Regions from separate parts of the Triticum aestivum genome. Here region 1 is linked to region 2. A link is a contact called in public Hi-C data. All regions are on one chromosome and are shown on one strand. Each heading gives the region's core, a stretch centred on a gene start, on an enhancer-like site or on the middle of the called end of the contact. The rest is flanking DNA. Distances are from core to core; before and after follow the strand shown.

Region 1 (7,193 bases), core at 3,081-5,580, 390 kb after region 2:
GCATCCTGTGGGCGTGGCGAGGTCAAATCTCCCTGTGCGCCGAGATATTTGTTGTGCCACTCGCTGCTCTTCTCCCGGTCCACAGCCCAGCTCGGGCCGGGCTCGGGCTTCTCTTTTTCTATTTTTCGGGCCGGGCTTTCGGGCTTCGGGCCGGGCATGCACGTACACGTATTAAAAAACAACGTTCGGACCGGGTTTTCGGTCTTGATTTCGGGCCGGGCTCGGGCTTGAAATCAGGGAGTATTTCAGCCTTCAGGCCGGGCTCGGGCTTGAAATCAGGGAGTATTTCAGGCTTCGGGCCGGGCTCGGGCTTGAAATCAAGGAGTATTTCAGGCTTCGGGACGGGCTCGGGCTTGAGAAATGAAGGTCGGGCTTTTACAAGCCCGGCCCAAAACCCGGCCCGGCCCGACGTTTGCCCAGGTTTAGCCCAGCCCCCCTCCCTGCTCCGAGGGGCATGATGGCAACGCGATGATGCCATCCTGAGTTGGTGCAGCAGTTCCACCTTTGTCTACATCGCACAGGTTTAACTACTACGGACCCCACGGCCGTATTTTTGAATATATATAAGGTACTTCCTCCGCAAAAAAATATAAAAGTAGTAATCTAAACGCTCAGTGATCTAAATGTTTTTATATTTGTTTACAGAAGAGGGAGTAATACAGAACTTCTCTACGCTTCTGTTCAGTAAAAGAACAGAAAAAAAAAACAGGTGTATATTACAGTGTCAGACACTCCCCTTCCCACTCTGAATTCTTCCTTTATTTTCTGGGCGGTTTTCCGTTCTTGAAGTCTGGACGGGCGCTTTGCCTCTATCATTCTTCACGCAAATCGCATCCGAAGATCTTGATGGTGGTATGTTGGTGGGCCCAGAATTTCTCTACGCCTGAAGATCTTATTTTGTGAAACACATGGTGCTGCTCTACGTCCTCTGCCGTCTCATTCTTTGAGATGACTTGCGATCGAGAACATCCAGCAGGTCCACGTGAACTTAAAAATTCATGTCATTTTGTGCAGTCACCTTCACGTCTCTGCGGCAGACCCTTTTCCTTTACCGCGACTAAATCTACTGCAACTTGCCACCAGATGCTTGCTTGGGCGAAGGATGTGGGAATATAATCATTTAAAATCCTGTGATCGATATCTCCTGGTTAATTACAGCTCTCCCTCATCTTACCAGCTAGGTTTTTTTTTGTCTGGATGGTGGTCTGTTGCTAAACCCTGAAGCTCTGGAGCACTCCCATTTGAAGCCATGCCATGCATGATGCTTGGCACTCACGTCACGTACGCGTCACAGACAACCCGAAGCTGGAGGCGATAGGGATTAGCACAGGATATGAGAGGGGAGTGGGAGTGGCCGAGCCACTTGGGAGAAATTGCAGCTGCAGGGATCACATATATCTTGTTGCAGCCCTGGTCAACTCTCATCAGCCGACGGATATGGATTAGCTAGCGTGGTGCTCCTCGTCTAGAGAGATGGGTGTGGACGGATTTGCATGAGCTCCCATGGCGACGGATTTGCATCAACTCGGGGAGGAGACGTCCACGAAATCACGAGGCGAAGAAGCGCTGGCAATTGCTTCTAGGACACCCCGTACGTGGCAGCGGCAGCTTCCTCGTTGAAGATCTTCCACACAAGTTGGACCCCGGGAGGGGATAGCCGTGCGGTGACGCATTGTATGGTACCAAAACAATTTGTTTTTTTTACTGATCAGAAGCCACGGAGGCAGAAATTCGGCCCCAAAACAATTTGTTTTTTTACTTTTTTTTATACTAAAAACAGGCATTTAGAGAATAGATCCAAGTATGTGCGTTCGATTTTGAAACTTAAACATGACCATTTACGACTTGTGAAAAAAAATCACGATTTGGTTGTTTTGGTAGTACTCCCTCCGTCCGGAAATACTTGTCATCAAAATGAACAAAAAAAAATGTATATAGAACTAAAATACGTCTAGATACATCCTCTTTTATCCATTTTTATGACAAGTATTTTCGGACGGAGGGAGTAACTTATAACTTGCACTGTTTCTTGACCATTTTGTGAATTTCGCACAGGACGCAAAGACACCATACCTGTATCCATTATCGACATGCATGTTTTTTTTTCTGTACTTCCTTAAAACTTAAATAATGTGATTTTAGAATAATTTCCTATAGAGATCATACATGCCTACATTCTATAAATCTGCTCTAGTTCGGTGGACAGTATAATTCAAGCGGACGAAAGGCAATTCATATGATTATTCTCTACCAAGGAAAACAAAAGCACATAAAATTACAAATAGCTAAATCCAAACACAATGCTACAAGTTTAACATGTCCCATCGAGAAAAAGAACTCGATTTATGCCGTCATACCAATAATTGGAGTAAATGATTGTTTGTGCCGTGTCGCACAATTCAATTTTTTTAGTCCCCAAAAAAAATGTTTAGTTTCTTTTGTGCATAACACCAAGTAATTCAACATTGTGCTTCTTTTAGGACAAGTCTTACTATAAACCTAAGTACAATGCATACATGCCTAGGTGTTTTTTCATAATCTTTAAAAACATAAATAATGCGTTTATGGCCAAGTTTCATATAGGGGATCATACATGCCCAGGTTCTAATAATCCGCTCTAGTTTCGTGGACAATATAATTCAACCTGACAAAAGGCTCAAATTCATGTCATTATTTTCTAAAAGAGAAAACAAAATCCTAGATGATTACAAATGGATAAATCCAAACACCATGTTACAAGTTTAATATGTTCCATCTTGATTTATGCGGTCGTACCAAATAATTGGAGGAAACAATAGCTTGTGCCTGGCACACAAATCAATTTGTTCCTGCAAAAAATGTGTTTAGTTTCTTCCGTGGGTCGTGCTTCGTTTGGGGCAAGTTTCGCTAGAAACCCGAGTACCAGACATGAACACATTCACACATCGACTGTTGATGACTAGAGTCGCGGAGATTCAAGATTGACAAAGTCAATATAAACGTTTCGCACATCACCCCACACAAAAAAATCACTTTTAGTGAGACACATAAAGTGTCGTACCTAAATGTTAATCCATGGCATGACAACCTATGGATATAACCACTCTCTTAAACCATCCAACCCATGGTTGGGTTTTTTCCCAGTAATTTCCATCTTCGACCAGCCACCTTCACCATAGGAAGCCGATGATGACACTTATATTCACATGTAAAAAGTCCTAATGTAATGCAAATATACTATCTACTTCTACTACTTGTAAAAGTATGAGTTTGGTGAATCCAAATGATCTCAACCATTCAATCACCTATGTCCAACGTCTCATGCTGCTCCAATGATGTATCTATCACATCACTAGTATACTGGAAATAACAATTGCTCTTGGAAACACCATTAATTGCATTATTTCCAATTAATCTTGAAAAACAACACTAATTATAGAAATATTCTCCGTAATGGCATGCTCTAATGCTTTATATCCCCTCAATCGTACCAGGACACATCCAGTAATTTGAATAAGGACGGTGTGTGGAAGAGTCTTCCTACATCGATGCATATGATCACGGGGACTGTATGCCTCGCAAACCCCCAAGATCCAGCAGAAGTACTCGGTCGAGCCTTCCAATCGCCGGTGCATGTGGAGGCATCACCTAGAGCTCGACCGGAGTAGTTACGAAGCAGCATCGCCTCGACAACCCATATGTCGCGAGCCAGGACCTTTTTGCACTGGGGAGTGAGACTGAAGGGTGCACCACATCTTTTGAATGGAGAAACGAGGGTGCCGCGGCAGGTATGCATACGATGCAAAGTCAGGACAACCAAACCACCACACACAACATAGCTCGGATTCCAGAATGAGCAAACATAAGCAACATTCGTGCAACGAATGAGGAGAGTCGTCACAGTGGGCAATGACTAGGTAACGCCCCTTGACATGCTATTAAAGTGAATGCACAATCATCACTAGTTACCTTACGTGCGTGACAGGATGCGGGAGCCATGGTCCTAGAGGGACGGTAAGACATACACAATCTAAAGGCTTTATTTCACTGCTTTATCCACACATTTCGTTTCGAAGAACTCTTTCCCCGCAAAAAAAACAAAAACAAAAGATAAGACGTTTCCCTTGTAGTATGTTTGTTGGCTAGTAGTAGCAGCCAAGTAAAGAGAAACCTTAAGCATAAAGAAACTGAGAAAATATGTAGTAACAAGAAGGAAATTGAGAAGAGAAAGACAGAGAAAATAAAGAGAAAACGCCAGGGGCAAAACCGTAATCCGGCGACACTTTGTTTCCATGTCCCAAAGGCGAAGTTGCTCCCGTCCTCCACCTACAAATACGCACACGCCCCCCATCCGCACCCCCCTCTCTCTCTCTTCCTCCTCCCCTCTCCCTCTCTCTCCACACGGCGCCCTCACGCGCACGCACACACATACACCTGTCTCCGCCTCCGCTCCGCTTGTTCCCGAGTGCGCTCGCCGCATTCCGATCCCGCCGGCCAATTGGTTCGGCGCCGGCGCGGGGGCGATGGTGTCGGGCGGGTGCGTGGGGACGGAAGGGGGCGCGGAGCCGGAGGAGTCCGCGGCGGCGGCGGCGGTAGCGGCCGAGGAGGTGGTGGCGGCGACGGCGCCCGCGCGCGCCAGGGAGCTGGTGGTCGGGTACGCGCTCACGTCCAAGAAGGCCAAGAGCTTCCTCCAGCCCAAGCTCCGGGGGCTCGCCAGGTACCGACGACGTCGCCTGTAGATTTGTCCGGTCGCGTTCGTTTCAAGTCCATCTAGGTGCGGAGAGATAATCTGGTTGGAAATGCGCCGATTGTTTTTTGGAGACGATTAACATGTCCTGCATTGGGGGGAAAGCGCTTGGTGAGACGGCCCTTGTTGTTTGTCCGTGTGGGTTGGATGGAACAGGAAAAACAATCTTGCCCAGGTTTTCGCACAATTTGGAAGATATAGCGGAAATTCATGATCCTTCTGGTCACTCCGTCTGCAAGAGGAGAACTTACTGAATGATACATATATCGTTTCTTAATGTTATTGCGTTAATTAACACATCGTTCATTGACCTCTGTTCTTGATCGGAGCAGATTCCGGACACACGGGGCCCCCTTCTTTAATCTGCATAGGGACGGAAATGGCTAGTGCATATCATTGTCCCACCCATTAATTGTTTGTCCGAGTTAAGAGATTACAAAGCTGTTGAGCACAAAAGGAAGGGGAATACTTTAGCTTCAAATAGGATTAAAAGTGGGAAAACGTTTTTGTCAAGTTATAGTCCAAAAGGTGGTGAAAAGGGTTTCTTGATTGATACTCCCGATCGTGATATCCATTAGAGTATTATCTGCTTTGTTTACCTTGCACGGTATGCTTTATAGGCTTTTATTTTTGGTTTATTATGCATTATGGAGGTTTTCTTGGCATCTGTTTCAGTAATTACCAGCAATTTCAGATAATTTTAGAACACCTGTTTATTCAATCAATGAATCCGAGTCTCATTTTTGTGGTATCATTGTGCGCACTGACTGAAATTAGTCTATTCAAGCACGTCTTTGTATTGATGCTGTTTTCTTTGGGATAGGATAGTGACATCGATGCACTCCCTGTCTTATGGTAATATTATATTCGCTTCCAGTAGTGACCCTTTCTTAATTTTTTCACTAAACCGTAAATTAAGTAGATCCCTGAACTAATGCAGGAAGCTGCCACTGAAATGCTCTGTTTTGACATTCTTCAAGTAATTGTGTGTAACCTTATTACAAAATGTTTGTGTTATTGACTGGTGTGACCAAGTGTGTATGGTAAGCAACTGCAGGATTCCAAGTTGTCTTAAATACACCAGAGATCTAAAATATGTCATCATTTTGCAAATTGCAGTTACATGCTCAGTTTTTTACTTGGCAGCTTGTGCCATCCTCACATCACTAGGACAAGAGCAGGATGTGGATTGCCGAATATGAAAATAGTATAGGTCCAGCATGATAAGATTCTGATAATAGTTAAAGGATCCACATGATTTAACATGTGCAGTACCTTCTATCATGCAAATCAGCACATCACTACTGCTCAGTGTGGACTAAAAAATTCATTCTAACATAATTATCATTAAACTAGGTTCGTCTATCTTATATAGTGTTCAATATTCAATATAATATAACCCGTAAGCATTCATTTCAAGACAATTTACTGCTCATTTTCCGTTGTCTGAGCATTTATTAACGTACAAGAGGTTGGAGACTTTAAATATTTGCATTGTTTTAGGGGAAATGCTTTTAAGTTGTAATTTTAGAACTTGGGTTAATGTGTTGAAGTGTGGCTAGCCGCCAATTGCTTACGTTGGGCAACTGGTGCTGCAGACTTATTTCTTAGATTTTCCAGATTATTTGCTTCTCATCCTTACAAAATTTAATGCAGGAAGAAAGGCATTCAATTTGTTGCAATTGATCAAAAGCTTCCACTGTCAGATCAAGGCCCTTTTGATGTTATTCTGCATAAGGTAGCTATATGCGGACTATATTTAACTCCTACCCATGTATTTTATGTCAAGGGAGTGTTAAAACTTTTAGTACTGTTCTCTGACATTTCCTTTTTTCGCAAAAAGTATTTTCTTATTCATTAGCAACAAAATGATAACATTGTATTTTCTACAGTTGACTGGAAAGGAGTGGCAACGACGGTTGGAGGTCAGTAGCATACAATATGTTAAAACCACTGTTGAACTTCTCTTTGCAAGACATGTTCAATATCTTTGTAAGACATTTTCAATATGGTTATTTAAATATTATGCACCTTCTGTCTTTTTATCATTTTAAACTTCCACTGATGGTTTTGCATAATTTTAATAGGAATATAGAGAGACACACCCAGAAGTTACTGTTCTTGACCCACCAGGTGCCATAGAACATTTGCTGAACCGCCAATCTATGCTTCAAGAAGTTTCTAAACTGGACCTTGCGGATTGTCATGGTATTTTTTATGAATTTTCTTCTAACTCATGTTTGGAAGTAACCCATCATCCTTACTATGATTATACAGAAATTCACTTGCCTTTTCTGGTTGAACAAAATTAAGTTCGTTATATTTGGATTAATCTCGTATTAACATGTTGCAAATACTAGTTCAAGTAATGATATGGGTATGTTAAGCGTATTTGATATGCTATTAAATGTAGTATTAGGCAATGTGTTCCACTCTACTGTACATTTGGTAGACGTGAACCCTTTAT
Region 2 (7,152 bases), core at 714-3,213:
AGCGGTTCCCTTTCATTTTCGCCATTAGTGTCGATAGCTCGTGACTTGTTATCGTTCGCTATAGCGGTGCTTCAAACAATGCAACAACCGAGTTCGTGAGCTTGTTGGACACGAACGCGGTTGACATTGATCAAGCCCCTTTCGAACTAGTCGACTACAATGAAACGGACGGCGGCGTGGATGATCATGGTTGTGCGGACGAATTGAAGGAGATCGAAGCGGAAGCGTTTGAGGAATCGCAATCAAAAAGTGGGAAGAGCCAAAGATCGAAGAACTACACGATCTTGGAAGATCAAGCTTTGCTCCAAGCATGGAGTGCGGTGTCTCTTGATCCATGCACGGGTGTTTCTCAAACCGCCAAGAGATATTGGCAAAGGATCGAAGATCAATACTTCCGCATTATGAGAAAGTATCCCAATAGGACTCCACGCACATTTCGGTCGCTTCAAGCGCGTTGGGAGGATATCAAGCCTATGTGCAGCCGTTGGGCAGCTTGCTTGGAGCAAGTACGCAATGCACCTCCAGGTGGCATCGTGGAATCAGATTATGTGAGTTTGTTTTTCCTTTGTTCAAGTTGTGCATCATCATAATGTATCATGGGAAATAATTGCATCACTTTGTTCACATTTTGTAGGACAAGATTGCTCAACATAGATACAAGGCCATGGAAGCTTCGGAAGGCAGATTCTTCAAGTTTTAGCATTGTTGGGAGTTGCTTCAAAAGTGCGATAAGTGGAAGTTGATCGATAGAGAATCCCCACCAAAGAGAGGCTCACTTGTGAACATGGATGAAGACGAAGATGATGATGGCCCAAGAAATGAGCACAAGCCCGATGACGACAAGAAGACGAGAGAGAAGATCAAGAGAGAGCAAGAAGCATCGAACTTGAGGGAGAAGATTGATGCCATGGTGCAACCAAACGAGTTGATGTTGTTGAAGTCGTTGGAGATCAAGAAAGAGTTGGCCGAGAAGAAGGCAAAAGAGAAGCAAGAAAAGTGGCAAATGCTCAAGGAAGAGGGGCTCCGCAAAGCTGCCATTGAGGAGAGAAAAGCACATGCCTCCGAGAACAAATCGATGTCATTGTTGCTCGTCGAAGAGAACAAGATCATGTCAATGAACCGTAATGACATGGACGCCCTTACCAAAACATGGCATGATATGGCAAGAAGAGAGATCTTGAAGAGAAGAATGGTAGCTTCAGCCGGTCCGTGTTCAAGTTCCGGTGATGTTTTCTCTCCTCCGTATGGTGGCAATGTGGATGATTTCGGTGCGGGAGTTGGAACAAGCCAGGGAGGTGGATTCGGTGGCGCCGATGAACTTCAATTCGGTGGAGGTGGATTCCATGGCGCAGAGTGAAGATCGACCCCCAAGATGATGCCGGACATGTGCGCAAACCTTTTGCATGCCCTCTTTTACGTTATGAACTTCGCTTTTATTTGCGCGCAAACTGTTTATGTGATTTGCAGTTTTTATGTTTGCGGGTCTTCGCAATGGTGCCCGAGCAGAACCCGCAGAAGCCAACCCGTAAAAAACATATTCCACGAATATACTTTTTTACAGATCCGTTTGGGGGTCTGCATCTGTGCCAGCCCGCGCCGGCCTGCAAAAGTGGTTTTTGCACGAATTACAAACGAATTTTGCGGGCCGGCAGGATGCGGCGTCTGCTAGAGTTGCTCTTAAGCCCGCGGGCACAACCACTATTTCTGTCTGGCTCCGCGCTCCTGCGAGAGCAGTTTGTCTTCTTGTTATGCGATTGATGAAATGAAATGCTTTCGGGTGCATGATTGATCGTGGCGAGGCAGGATCCCTTTCTTTATCGTGCCGATGGGCTGGGCAAGATCTGGCTGAAAGCTTTGCGCTGCGTTTTAACTTTTAATTAGATCGCTGGCTGGAAGCGTCGCTCTCCAGCACCATCATGGATCGCGACCTTGTCCCCCACTGGAGTTGGTAATGGCCAGGCCTACGGCAACGGGGCCGGTAGGCGACGTGTAGTGCTCCTCCGCGGGTCAAAGGGGGAGGAGAGGAGGAGGGTGTTGCTCCTGCTCCCACGCGTGAACGGACGTTGGGATCGAACGTTCGTCGCTGGATCGGCGGTGTACACACGGCCGGCAATTACAACGTTGTTGGGAGCTAAACAATGGAACAACGGCGGAAGAACCGTTCAGACGCCGCGTGTTTGGTTTCTACTAACTTTCTGATCTAGTACTACGTAGCATGGTTATGGCCTGTGATGATCATCACCTGCATCATCCATGGCGTACTACTGTATTAGCACTTTTTCCCTTTGGTAAGGTAGTGTCTCCTTGGCTGGTGAGGTTAGAATTTTTTGTCATGTGCCGAGATTTGATGTCAGGTGCTTCATATCTATGCAAGAGTTCAACAACGACGATTGCAGCTTCAGGGCGCTAGCCCTTAGGGCACGCACACGAAGACTCTCCAGCTATCATCGACAAGGTCAAGCCGACTCCGGTATGGGAGCGACGACAACCACACCTGAGTAAAGGTGCAGCGCGCAGCCCCTGCCCCCCCCCACCCCTCCCCCCACCCCCAACGCACACACGCTCGAAATTGGGCCTGCCCAAGGCGGGTCGGGACTCCCTTGTGTTTTATTCGTTTTTTTTGTTTCGTGTTTTTGTATTTTTGCTTCTTTTAAAAAATTTGGGATTTTAAAAATGTTTAGAATTTCACAAAGTGTCACTAATGCAAAATAATGTTCACAAATTCAAAAACATTTTGAATTTTGATGAACAGAAAATTGAAATTTTCATGAATATTTTTTGAATTTTGTTGAACAAACAACTGAATGTCACGAACAAAAATTAAATTCAATGAACATTTTTTAATTGGAGGAACAAATTTGAATTCAAGAACATTTTTTGAATTCTATAAACATTTCTGCAATATGAAGAATAGTTTTGTATTCGTTGAATAAATTTTAAATTCCAAAAACTGTTCGCACCCGATTTGAATTCGAATCAAAAAAAGTTCACCGATTTGAAAAAAAGTTTCCAGATTTCAGAAAATGTTCATGAATTTGGAAACTAAAAACAGGAAAACAATAAAAAACAAAAAGAAACAGTGAAAAACAGAAGGTAAAAATCAAGAAAATGAAAAGAAAACCCCGTTTTGGAAGGTTCTAGAACCTCCACAAAACTGCAAGTTAGCTAGTTGGGCCGGCCCACATGGATCCAGGGGTACGCGTTGTCGCTATCGGGCGACCTACACGCCAAATAGGATCCCCAGGTTATAAGCCCAAGCCCAGGTCCAAATCTACCGCCCAGGTCCCATGTTCTCTCGCCTCTCAAACACAACAAATGCCTCTCCGTTGAAGCATTTCAAGCGCACAAAGGAACGATGGCGGAAGAGCCGTTCAGACGCCGCGTGTTTGGTTTCTACTAACTTTCTGTTCTAGTACTCCTACGTAGCATGGTTATGGCCTGTGATGGTCATCACCTGCATCATCCATGGCGTACTAATGTATGAGCACATTTTTCCTTTGGTGAGGTAGTGTCTCCTTGGCTGGTGAGGTTAGAATTTTTTGTCATGTGCCGAGATTTGATGTCAGGTGCTTCATATCTACGCAAGAGTTCGACGACGACGATTGCGGCTCCAGGACGCTAGTCCTTAGGGCACGCACGCGAAGACTCCCCAACTATCATCGACAAGGTCAAACCGATTCCGGTATGGGAGCGACGACAACCACACCTGAGAAAAGGTGCATCACGCACGCCCCCCCCCCCTCCAAACCCCCGCCCACACACACACACACTCAAAATTGGGCCTGTCCAAGGCGGGTCGGAGCTCCCTTGTGTTTTATTCATTTCTTTTCTGTTTTTTTGCCTCTTTAAAAAAATTCGGGATTTAAAAAAAATAGAATTTCAATAAATGTCACTGATGCAAAATAACACTCACAAATTCAAAAACTTTTTAGATTTTGATGAACAAAATTTTATTTTTTTACGAACATTTTTTGAATTTTGTTGAACAAACAATTGATTTTTTATGAACATCTTTTTCTATTTCACGAACAAAACTTAAATTCAATGAACATTTTTTTTAATTGGAGGAACAAATTTTGATTTCAATAACATTTTTTGAATTCTATAAAAAATGCATATGAAGAATAGTTTTGTATTCGATGAACAAATTTTGAATTCCAAAAATTGTTCGCACCCAATTTAAAAAATGTTCTTATTAAAAAAAGTTCACCGATTTGAAGAAATATTTCCGGTTTTCAGAAAATGTTCATGAATTTGGAAACTAAAAGAAGTAAAATAATAAAAAACGAAAAGAAATGGTGAAAAGAAGAAGGTCAAAAACAAGAAAAGGAAAACCTATTTCAGAAGGTTCTAGAACCTCCACAAAACTGCAAGTGAGCTAGTTGGGCCGGCCCACATGTATGTAGTGGGGATCCAGGGGTACGCCTGGTCGCTATCGGGCGACCTACGTGCTAAATAGGATCCCCGGGTTATAAGCCCAAGCCCAAGCCCAAGTCCCGCACTACCACACTGCACTGGGCCATCCCATGTTCTCGCGCCTCTCAAACAGAACAAATGCCTCTTTGCGTTGAAGCATTTTCAAGCGCATGCCCCAATTTAGAAGAGCAACTAATCAACGAGTACTCTATGATGAGCCACCGCAAGGGTTATTTTTGGTGGGCTGGGAGTGCGCCACTTGGCGCGTTATCAGCCGCCATCATGTGTCATGTGCTAGGTGCTCCCTCAAGATTTTTTTTGTCTTTTTCAGTACACGTTTTCGGCTTTTAGATGATTTTTCAGGTTCTTTTTTGTTTTTCCATGGTTTTTCTTAGGGTTTTTTTCATGAAAACTACGTTCTCGTTTTGTTTCCTTCTGCGCGAGGTGACTCTCAGAAAAGAGAAAATACATGTTTTTTTTCTATCGCGAGAGGCACAGATTTACGTTTCATGGAGGCACGAATTTGCTTTCGCAAAAGCCACATTCGTGCCTCTTGGAAACGGAAAAAAAATATGTTTTATTGTTATTCATCCGCGAGGGGCACATATTTACTTCTCCTGGGTGCATGGATTTGCTTCCGTGAGAGGCACAACCGTGCCTCTCGGAAAAGGAAACAAACGAGTTTTTTTCCTTTCAGCGAGAGACAGAGATTTACTTCTCGTGAACGTACGGGTTTCCTTCCGCAAGAGGCATAGACATGCCTCTCTGAAAAAGATTTTTTTTCTTTCACGAGAGGCACAAATATACTTCTCGTGGAGGCATAAATTAGTTTCCGCGAGCCGTGCCTCTCAGAAAAGGAAATATGTGTGTGTGTGTGTGCGCGCGCGCGCGTGCGTGCCGCAAGAGGCACATATGTGCTCTCGGAAAAGAAAAAGAAGCATTTTCTTTTTATCCTTCCGCGAGAGGCACGATCGTGCCTCTCGGAAAGAAAAGAAAAAGCATGCTCCTGGTCCAGCTTCTTTGTTTGGGTTTTTTCATGAAAAAAATTTCATCAAAACCTATCAACATGGGATCTAGATTTGAAGATCTCGACACGAGTAATTTAATGGTGAAAACGGTTCGAGATTTGGATGCATGCTTTAAGATACAACACTTTGAATAGATGAATTTATAAAACGAGGAAAAACTCGCAGGTTGTAAAAAGTGACACATATGCAGTATACCACTTGTCACAACTTGAAAAAGTGGAATGACCTTTGCAAAAAGCACTCCTTAATTAATAATTTCGTCAATTTTGTGTATGACTATGTGCCGCCCGCTGCTCATCCTACTAGGTATCGCCCGCAGGGAGTAGCTTTTCGGCTGGCCGAGTAATCATGGCCCGTCTGCTGACGTCATTTTACTTTTTCTTTTTCTTCAATTTTATTCACATTTTTTTATTTTCTTAATATTTTTGTTTATATTGGCAATTCTAAATATGTACATACTACAAAACACTTTACATTAATTTTCAAAATATTAATCTTGCACCTGAAAATATTAAACATGTATAAAAATATTGATCTATATGAAATGTAAAATGTGAATAAAAGAACTAGAAAACTTTAATCATGTGTACGATAAATGTTAATCTAGTGCACAAAAAATGTTTATACTATGTAGAAAAAATGTTCATGTAAATGATGTTCACAAGTTTCAAAAAAAGTGTTCAATGCATTTTCTAGATTAATGTTTGTACAATGTTAATCTTTCATTTGAAATGAGTATACAAAAATGTCTTGGTATACAAAAATGTTTAGATATGAATGTAAAAAAGTAAAAAATATTTGAAAAAATTAAGAAAAATGTTAATCATAAGTACGCAAAATATTAGTCATATGTATGTGAAATGTCACAAATATAAATTGGTGCATATTTCAAAATAAATGTAAAATGTACGTGACATTTTTTAATATGTTTATAGAAAATTTAAAACACACACGTGTAATTCAATAAGAAATGCTTCGTACATTCAAACAATGTACATCACATTCAAAAACAACTTCTCGAGTTTAAAAAATGTGTTCATGAATTTTTTTTAAATGGTTTGTACAATGTACACCAAATGTTTAGTAGTGCAGAAAAATGTTTTATCATTTAAAAATTGTTTCGACATGTACTTGAAAAACAACAAACAGGTAAAAAATGTATTTGAAAAAAACAAACTGGTAAAAAATGTTCAAAACTATATATAAAATATTAAACATGGATAAAAAATGTAGACATGTATTGAAAGGCAAAACAAATGAAAAACAACAAAAGAAACAAAAATAAAAGCGAAGAAACGAAGGAAATAAAGAAAGAAAACCCAAAAAAGAAATAAAGAAAACAGAACAATAAAGAAGAAGAAATAGAAATATAAAACAATGTAAAAACAAAGAAAACCAAAGTAGAAAACAAGAACAAAACCAAACCGAAAACTAGTGAAAACGCCCAGAATAGAAAACAATGAAAAAAGGAAAACGAGAAATGAAAAAAACAGACCGACCGAACTCTACAATCGCTGCGACCCAGCACAAAGTTTTCTCTTGAGAAAAACCCAGAACAAAGGGATCAACTAGTTGACGAGCGCTCCTTCGGGAGCCTCGCAACGATCACTTGCGGGCTCTCGTCGCCGTCACGTGTCGTGCTCTGGATGCTCCTTCCGGATTTTGTTTTTATTTTTACTTTTTGCACGTGTTCTCGGTTTTCAAACCA

What was found. Hi-C and Micro-C count contacts between places; a contact is called where the count stands out from the background.
Region 1: a contact with region 2 is called in a Hi-C map of leaf, with 5 times the contacts expected there. The contact joins the promoter of LOC123090936 here to the enhancer-like site in region 2. A contact is called at or near these places in 3 of 5 Hi-C or Micro-C datasets (all in leaf).

What each region holds. Positions count from the first base shown.
Region 1 is chr4B:49,792,627-49,799,819 of IWGSC CS RefSeq v2.1, forward strand. LOC123090936 (inositol-tetrakisphosphate 1-kinase 3) reads left to right here and starts at 4,331. Exons shown (of 11, transcript XR_006442667.1): 1 at 4,331-4,696; 2 at 6,383-6,464; 3 at 6,619-6,651; 4 at 6,814-6,934.
Region 2 is chr4B:49,409,153-49,416,304 of IWGSC CS RefSeq v2.1, forward strand. No RefSeq gene overlaps it. Among protein-coding and RNA genes, the nearest start is that of LOC123090934, 8.6 kb to the left of the region's middle. Within about 2 kb of position 1,964, at least 2 of the 8 cell types and tissues checked have an H3K27ac peak or open chromatin away from gene starts, as enhancers often do. A contact at or near this core is called in leaf, where this site is marked.